2 separate regions of the Gasterosteus aculeatus genome follow, and region 2 is linked to region 1. Evidence: chromatin contacts called from public Hi-C data. All regions are on one chromosome and are shown on one strand. The core of a region is the stretch at or near the end of the contact, and the rest is flanking DNA. Distances in the headings are between cores, read along the strand shown. Region 1 holds the start of nudt3b (nudix (nucleoside diphosphate linked moiety X)-type motif 3b). Region 2 holds the start of igfn1.1 (immunoglobulin like and fibronectin type III domain containing 1, tandem duplicate 1).

What was found. A called contact is a pair of places that touch in the nucleus more often than the background predicts.
Region 2: a Hi-C map of skeletal muscle shows a contact between it and region 1, with 4 times the contacts expected there. The contact joins the promoter of igfn1.1 here to the promoter of nudt3b in region 1. A contact is called at or near these places in 2 of 6 Hi-C or Micro-C datasets (both in skeletal muscle).

The regions. Positions count from the first base shown.
Region 1 is chr17:3,863,241-3,866,840 of fGasAcu3.hap1.1, forward strand. It overlaps nudt3b (nudix (nucleoside diphosphate linked moiety X)-type motif 3b), which reads right to left and starts at 2,344. Exons shown (of 5, transcript XM_040204883.2): 1 at 1,774-2,344; 2 at 336-446. The coding sequence starts at 1,872.
Region 2 is chr17:3,996,985-4,000,557 of fGasAcu3.hap1.1, forward strand. It overlaps igfn1.1 (immunoglobulin like and fibronectin type III domain containing 1, tandem duplicate 1), which reads left to right and starts at 1,644. Exons shown (of 25, transcript XM_078092867.1): 1 at 1,644-1,802; 2 at 2,073-2,369. LOC120835082 (a long non-coding RNA gene) reads right to left here. Exons shown (of 3, transcript XR_005714535.2): 3 at 23-819.

The sequences.
Region 1 (3,600 bases), core at 1,094-3,593:
GGTTCTGTCCCTGTTCATGCAAACAAGGTGACTGCACAGACTAGATGGGTTTTGAGAGCAAGGTTTTAGGCCCGGTGTTAAATGCAGATACGATTTAGTGGCTGAAACACAATATCACGCTCGGAATGGAAATCCATTCTGAGAACCGTATTCCTGGCTACGAACAAAGTTTAGAGAGGATTATTTCACATTCATGGATCAGACACATGGGTCGAGTGAAGTTCGTAAGTGGACTTTCAACACGGCAACTGAATTAGAAAAAAACAACGTAGAGGGACCATGTTGTAAGCTTGATTAAGGGTATTCGAACTATGAAAAACAGTTAAAGAACCCACCTCTTCACACACTTCTCGAGCAGCAGCAACACTGGAATCCTCCTCGGGCTCCATTCCCCCTCCAGGAACTATCCACTTATCGGGATGTCGACTACTGCTTACCAACAGCACCTGTGAAGCGTCCCATACAAAAAATGGATACGCGTTACAGCCTACCAACACAGCTAACCGTGCTCCATGGTTTGTGTTCACACAAAGCCACTGTTGCCCCATGGAGTGAGATTATTCAGTGATGCGTGTTCATAATATGAACAAAAAGAGCCAAACCCTAACATATGACACAATAGCTACCAGTAAACGAACATTCAAGGCTATCCGGAATGACCTGGAGCCAAGTTAGCCAACTGGAAAAGTTGGTGTGTAGCTGCAATAGTACCGTGAGTATACAGTATGTTGTGAGGAACGCTCACATGTTGGCTCACTATCGATCTAGTAGATAAGAGGTTAGTCTCTGGTGAAAGTTTGCATCGATGAGCATGTCAGGCTGATGTGTTTCCTGTATTCAGAAGCCCGTGTTCACGATGTGGCCTGTACTTTTACCAGAAAAGAGGAATTAAGTCTCCGATCGCTCTCCCTCCCTAGTAATGTTTAAACTACAAAGAGGTTTTAGTGCGTGTTGTTGACTGGATATCAGCTTTATAAAACAACTTTGACTGGTTTTCTGTGGTGGAGCGCACGGAGGTAGCGAGAGGCAACACTCGCAGTTATGTCAACTAACGTTACGTTTTTTTTAACACAAAACAGGTTTTGAGTGTGTCATTAAGCTGGCTGGATGATACAATATTTTAAAAAATACGGATTTTGAGTCATAAAAGTCACCATCGTAAAAGAGAGTAGCGGGCTGCGCGACCGGTGTTGTCCGTTAGTTGAAGCTAGCATGGCTAACAGTTACATCAGTCCCATGTTTGGCTATCGATACCAGTTGCATTAACACTAACCCAGTTAACGCCAACATTTACTTAGCTCGCCAAAATCCCCCGTGATATACACACATCTCAGCGAGTCACTTCGAAAGACTAAAACAATTATTTTGACCCACTCGCCACAGTCCGGGCTCTGGGCTGCGGTCGCTGGCCGTGAGCCGGCTGCCCACAGCTGCCACACGGCTACCTAGCAAGCTAGCGCTAGCGTTAGCATGCCGCTAACAGGTTGACTCAAAGTAACGCTGTGCATAAAAACCACGAAGGTGGTTATATGCACAGCTGAAATATGCTTACATAACATTCTTGTTAAGTAAAAGCTCTAAACTAAAATGTTTGATACAAAAACGACAGTCGACAACACGGGAGCCTGAGAAACGAGTTTCTATCACGGCGTAAACCCCACAGCTGTATTGATAAAAAAACAACGTTACAGACAGAATACGTTGGAAGCAGCTACGGCGGCTAATGTTAGCATGTTAGCATGGCCCAGCAGACAGCGACATCCCCGGACTCACCTCCTCCTCACTCTCGCTCCTGAAACATAGGCAGGCGGCCCGCTTCTTGTAGCCGTCCCCGTCGTACGTCCGGGTCTGGTTTGACTTGAGCTTCATCATCTCGAAAAGGGAATAAAAGTTCAAAAGTACAGCTAAGTTTTACCACTCGTAAAGACGACGGTTCGTAGGCGCGAAAAGTCCTCCTCCGGGAAACCTCGGCGTGTCACTTAAAAGAAATAACTTCTTCTTCGCTTCATTTTCACAAACCCTGGCACATCTACGGCACGGTCGCCATTATAAGGAGCCGCTTACGCCCACGACGTAATTTGAATTTTAACAGCTCGGGGGACGTAAGAAAAGTTCCCACCCGCCGTTGAAGAATTGCAGCAACGGGGCGGAGGGGGGGACCACGCAACACCACGCTCCCGCTGGAGGGAGCCGGCAAAGGAAACTGGTACTCTGGGCTCCAACTGGCTTGTGACGGCCACTTGTTCGAGGCGGATATAATTAAGTGAGTTCGAGGCCGACGGAGGTAGCCGAGGCATTATGACGCAATGATATTTTAAAAAATGTTTGATCTGTTCAGGTTTTGGGCGATTGGCTTTCAGCACCGCAGGTAATGGACGGCGCCCACATATGTGATTTAAAACAGGTCAGACGCGTCTATTAAAAATGGTTTATAACACATATGAGTTCAGCCGTGTTCCATAACTAACTGTTGTTTAATATATTAGATAATCCACAATCTATTAACAACAGCAATATTAATTATTTCATTTGAATTAACTTTTATATTCAATGGGTTGCCTTTTTAAAGTTCAGAGCTTTTTATATTATAATCATCCTGGAAGTACTTTTTATTTAAGGCTAACCTGCAATATAAATATACTGATATTTACACATCTTGACAAAATAAAGTGGTAACTTTATTATGACATCCAGATTCATCAATTGGTTGCAGACATCTGTTTTTTATTGTGGGTGTGCATTTTTTAGCAGGGTCCTAAAAAATGTCTTGGTTAAGGTATTCAAAGGAATGGTAAAAGCAGAAACAATAAGCAATAACAATACAACGAGGCAAGGTGACTAGTTAGCCAATACTCCTACAACTCATTTTCAAGCCAACATTTTAAGCAATAACAATACAAACAGGAAAAGTGACTAGTTAGTCACTTTTCCTGTTAGTCAATAGTCCAACTAATTTTCAAGCCAATATTTGCCTGTTTCAGCCTCTATGTTAATTTAACGTTTTACTTTTCTGTCTGTGGACTTTGATAAAACAATTTTAATAAAGCATGATAATGATTTTAAGTTACGTAACTCAACCTGTACATTTGTCCAGACACCTCTTCTGTGCGGCAACAATATATTCGCACTTGACAATCTCAACTCTTTATTATATTATATCACTTTTATTGAAGGATAGTTTTACTTTTTTACTTTGTACCCGTTTTGTTTTACATATTTTAGTCTTCACAGCAAATTTAGGTGAAACTGGACCAGTTCCAGATTGCTGACGATGACTAGAACCTTTATTAATCGTGATGAATTTGGAAAAAAATGGTCCCCTTCAAAGTTGGTAAAATGATAATCTTTGAATAAGGGACAAAGCATTTAACGTTGGGTCGACACCTCATGTGTAGACTACAATATGCTCACACTTCACAATATCTACTCAGTATCATTTCAGTATGACACTTTTATTTTGATAACAGTGCTTTATTTGAATATTGGCATTTTATTTTTTCCCAACTAGGACAATCTCTACTTCTGGATCACTTGTGGAGTAAAGCTTGTAAATTAGTTAAGACATCTCTAATGTGCAGCAGCAATTTAATCACGTTAATC
Region 2 (3,573 bases), core at 394-2,893, 130 kb after region 1:
ATGCAGAAAGAGCCAGTGGGCATGTAGGTATGGGAATGAAAACTTTAATCGGGGAAAAAAGTAATGTGAGGAAGTGAATAACAGCACAAGAGGGGAGAACTTGGACAGTCAAATGCAGCCCCTGTAGGGTCGCTGAACCCGCGGGCGGAGAAAACCGTTCGTACCTTTTCGTTTTTGGCTTTCGGTGGTGAACCTTTTGGTCGCATCGGACGGCGCTGAGCTTCGGCCAGGGGCCGTGCCGAGAGCGACGCCATTCTCTGCTCGGTTAGACATCACTCTGTTGTATCTGAATCAATTTCATTCACGTAATAAAACAGATCTCAAATTTGCCCCGCGAGACTCAAATATCCTCGCTGACATAAATGGGGTGAGAAAAATAATGGGATCACCTGTAATTATATGCAGCATTGCTCAACAGAGTGCATCATCAAAATAAGCATTCAGCGGAATGAACAATATTAAAAGAGTTTCATAGCAAAACTCACATTATTATTATGACCTTCATAAAAGATCATCTTCTCCCAGATTGTTTGTCTTAAGTTAGTGTATTTGGCGTAGCTGGAAAATACATTTTAAATACAGTACCAGTCAAAAGTTTTCACATTTTCTCATTCATTTCAATGAGAAACCCTTTTGCGCATACTGATTAAATGAAATATTTTTGAACAGAGGGATTTGTTACCTCGTTTGTGGTTTACAATATTACAGTTTTTTTCTTTTCAATGCTATCCGCCGCTGCAACTCCCACTTGGCCCTGACCGTGGGGCGTGCTTCAGCTCCGGCGTGCACACCAGAACACGCCCGCGGTGTCATCTTCTCCTGCAAGTGAACCAGTAAGCCAGATAAGCAGCGTGCGAGATGTACGTATGCTTGAGCATGAAGCACTTTGCGTTTGTGTGACTCCCAGAAGAACACAAGCGGCTGCTGGCGTGGCCGTGTTTTAAATCCCATTCAACACATTTCAGGGTAGCTTAACACGACCGACATAAAAGCAGATTAAATAAGGGTATTTTCGTAAAATTGTACTTCACAATTCAACATGAATGCAGATCAGCAACGATGTTAGCCGTGACCGTACGTGGTACATTTAGTGTGTGACTTAAATAGTTACAGAACCGTGATGTCCACCTGTTAGAAAGTGATACCTGGAGGCACGTTTGTTTAGGTGAGACAGATTTATGATTGTTTATGTTTGCTCAAAGCAAAATGTCCCAGTTTTACTGTCGAGGCCATAAAGTCATGCGGTGGCAACACATTTCAGGGAGATCTGTCATATTAGATTGTAAACCATGACAACAAATCCATAAATCAGAATCAGACTGAATCAGATTGAATTCAACCCCCAAAACACAGTACATACAATAACAAGGAACATGAAAAACAACTCAAGCAATTGTGTTGTGTCACAAGTTGTGTACATAAAAGTAAGTTGGAGACGCATTAGTAAGTGTTTTATTCTCCTGCTTCATTTACTGTATTCACGGTGAGACTCTCGATCGGGTTCCCGACGTTCCGAGGGCCCAAAGCTGGTAACAGCTGCTCCGTGTTTAGCACGGCGCCCGCTGCGAGGGAACAATGTGCCACATCCACACGTCCCTTCTTTATTGGAGCCTCTAAGGACAGCGGCTGGCAACTTTGACACTGAGTCCTAAAATAACACGGCTCTCGACGCGACACGCAACTGGAATACGAGTTGGTAATAAAAGACACGAGAGAAGAGCATTCGAGGGCTGCGGCCTCATGCCTTAGTTTAGCTGTTATCAGCTACGAGTTTCAATCCACAGAATCTATTTTTATGTCATGTGAGTAAAAACCATTTGCATTCCGAGGTTGTTTTTAAAAAGAAAAGCCGTACGGAGGTTCTTCTTGTTCTTTGTCAAACACTTTCCTTCATTTAATAATTTAATAAATATGTTCATATTGTGGTCATTTAAATATAACTACTTTCATTAATCCCATTAACCTTGACACTAACCATACACATGCAGTAGCTGACCTGATCAGGTCTGAAACTTGTGTAACATATCTAGTTGGAGGCTTTTAAACAAATTTCATCTACATCTGGTTTACAGGAACAAATGATTCTCCAAGGAGGTATTTAACCTGCTCTCTGACCCCCCCCACCCCCCTCCAATGTGCCCCCACTGTGCTTCACCGCCCACCCAAGCACCAATGTCTTTGGAGTCAACACAAATACAAAAAAGGCTAAAGAGCTTTTGGCAGTCACTGGTTGTAGGCACGAGAGGAGCATCAAGCACAGCCGTTCACGCCGCTCGAAGGATCTATTACATTGAAAAAAGACGGCACCGCGTTACCAGAACGGCTGCGTGAAAGGGACCGGCACTCAGCGCACTGGGGACTTGGAGCAGGTAGGTGGCCCTCAAAACGAAGGCATGCTTGCATAAGAACATGTGGTGAGCGGAGGGAAGAAATGGATGACGGCTCAACCCATTTCTTGTGAGTTCGCCCCTGTAACATAATCAGCATGAATACAACGCGCGCCATCACTATTTGCATCTGGAAGGCGTTCTGCAAGCGGGTGCACAAATCGTCACGGTAAACAAGAAGGAATGCGATGAATACACGCTTGTATTTCCCTTTACAAAGAGGGGAACTCGCTGTGGCTAAAGAGAATACAGTTACTCAGAGTAGAACTATTAAGTGCTATAAGTGCTCAGATTACATGTAACCATGTTAATGCTTTTCTAAATTCAATATATTCAACATCATACATGATTTAGTCACACACAGAGTGCACCCAAATGTGGTGGTGGTGCATGAAATCACTTCAGTAAGGTTTGCAGGCTGCTCGGTTTTAAATCCAGGGAAGCCGGATCACAGCGGCGAGGTCAGAGCTGTGAGCCGGTTTGGTTGATGACTAACTTTTGGATGGAGGCATCGAGTCGATACGTAGGCTGAGGAAACAAGAGTTCTGCGTGAAGGGTGTGGGTTGTGTTTTGGCAGAAAACAGGACCTCTATCGACATTAAAAACAGCTGCAGCCCTTCTCTCTACGCCGGGGTTTCACATTATGCACATGCAGAATGTGTTTTTTTTTTCCGGAAGGCAATTATCCTCAGCGCAGTCACGCCTGAAGGATCCGAACAAACGCGATTAACTTCCAAGATAAGAGCAAAAAGTAAAACGAGGAGAAAACACACAGACTGATCAAAAGCACGCTGCCGCCCACCACGCTTCAGCTTAAGCCGTTACGCGCACTTTGAACAGCATGCATCAACGTGTCGGCCCTCTTGAGCAAATCCACCGGGAAGCTGAAATAGCAGCGGCGTCGCTCATCCGACACCCAGGAGCCTTGTCACCGGGTGCAGTTTCCTGTAAGTTACACAGATACTTTTGTACACTCTGCTGAAGTCAGGGGCCTGTGGAGAACCGCAGAGAGGGACATCTGAGAAGATAGCAGATATGTTGTCAGCGGAGCAGGGATCTGTGTTGGGCGACCGAAGCGCTCAGTCCGTTATCATTTTTCTCTTAGGTGTCATTTATATTCATTTCGATCGTCAAAGAACACTGCTGACATTGAATTTGATGACGTTAATTCGATAGGTCAACTTCA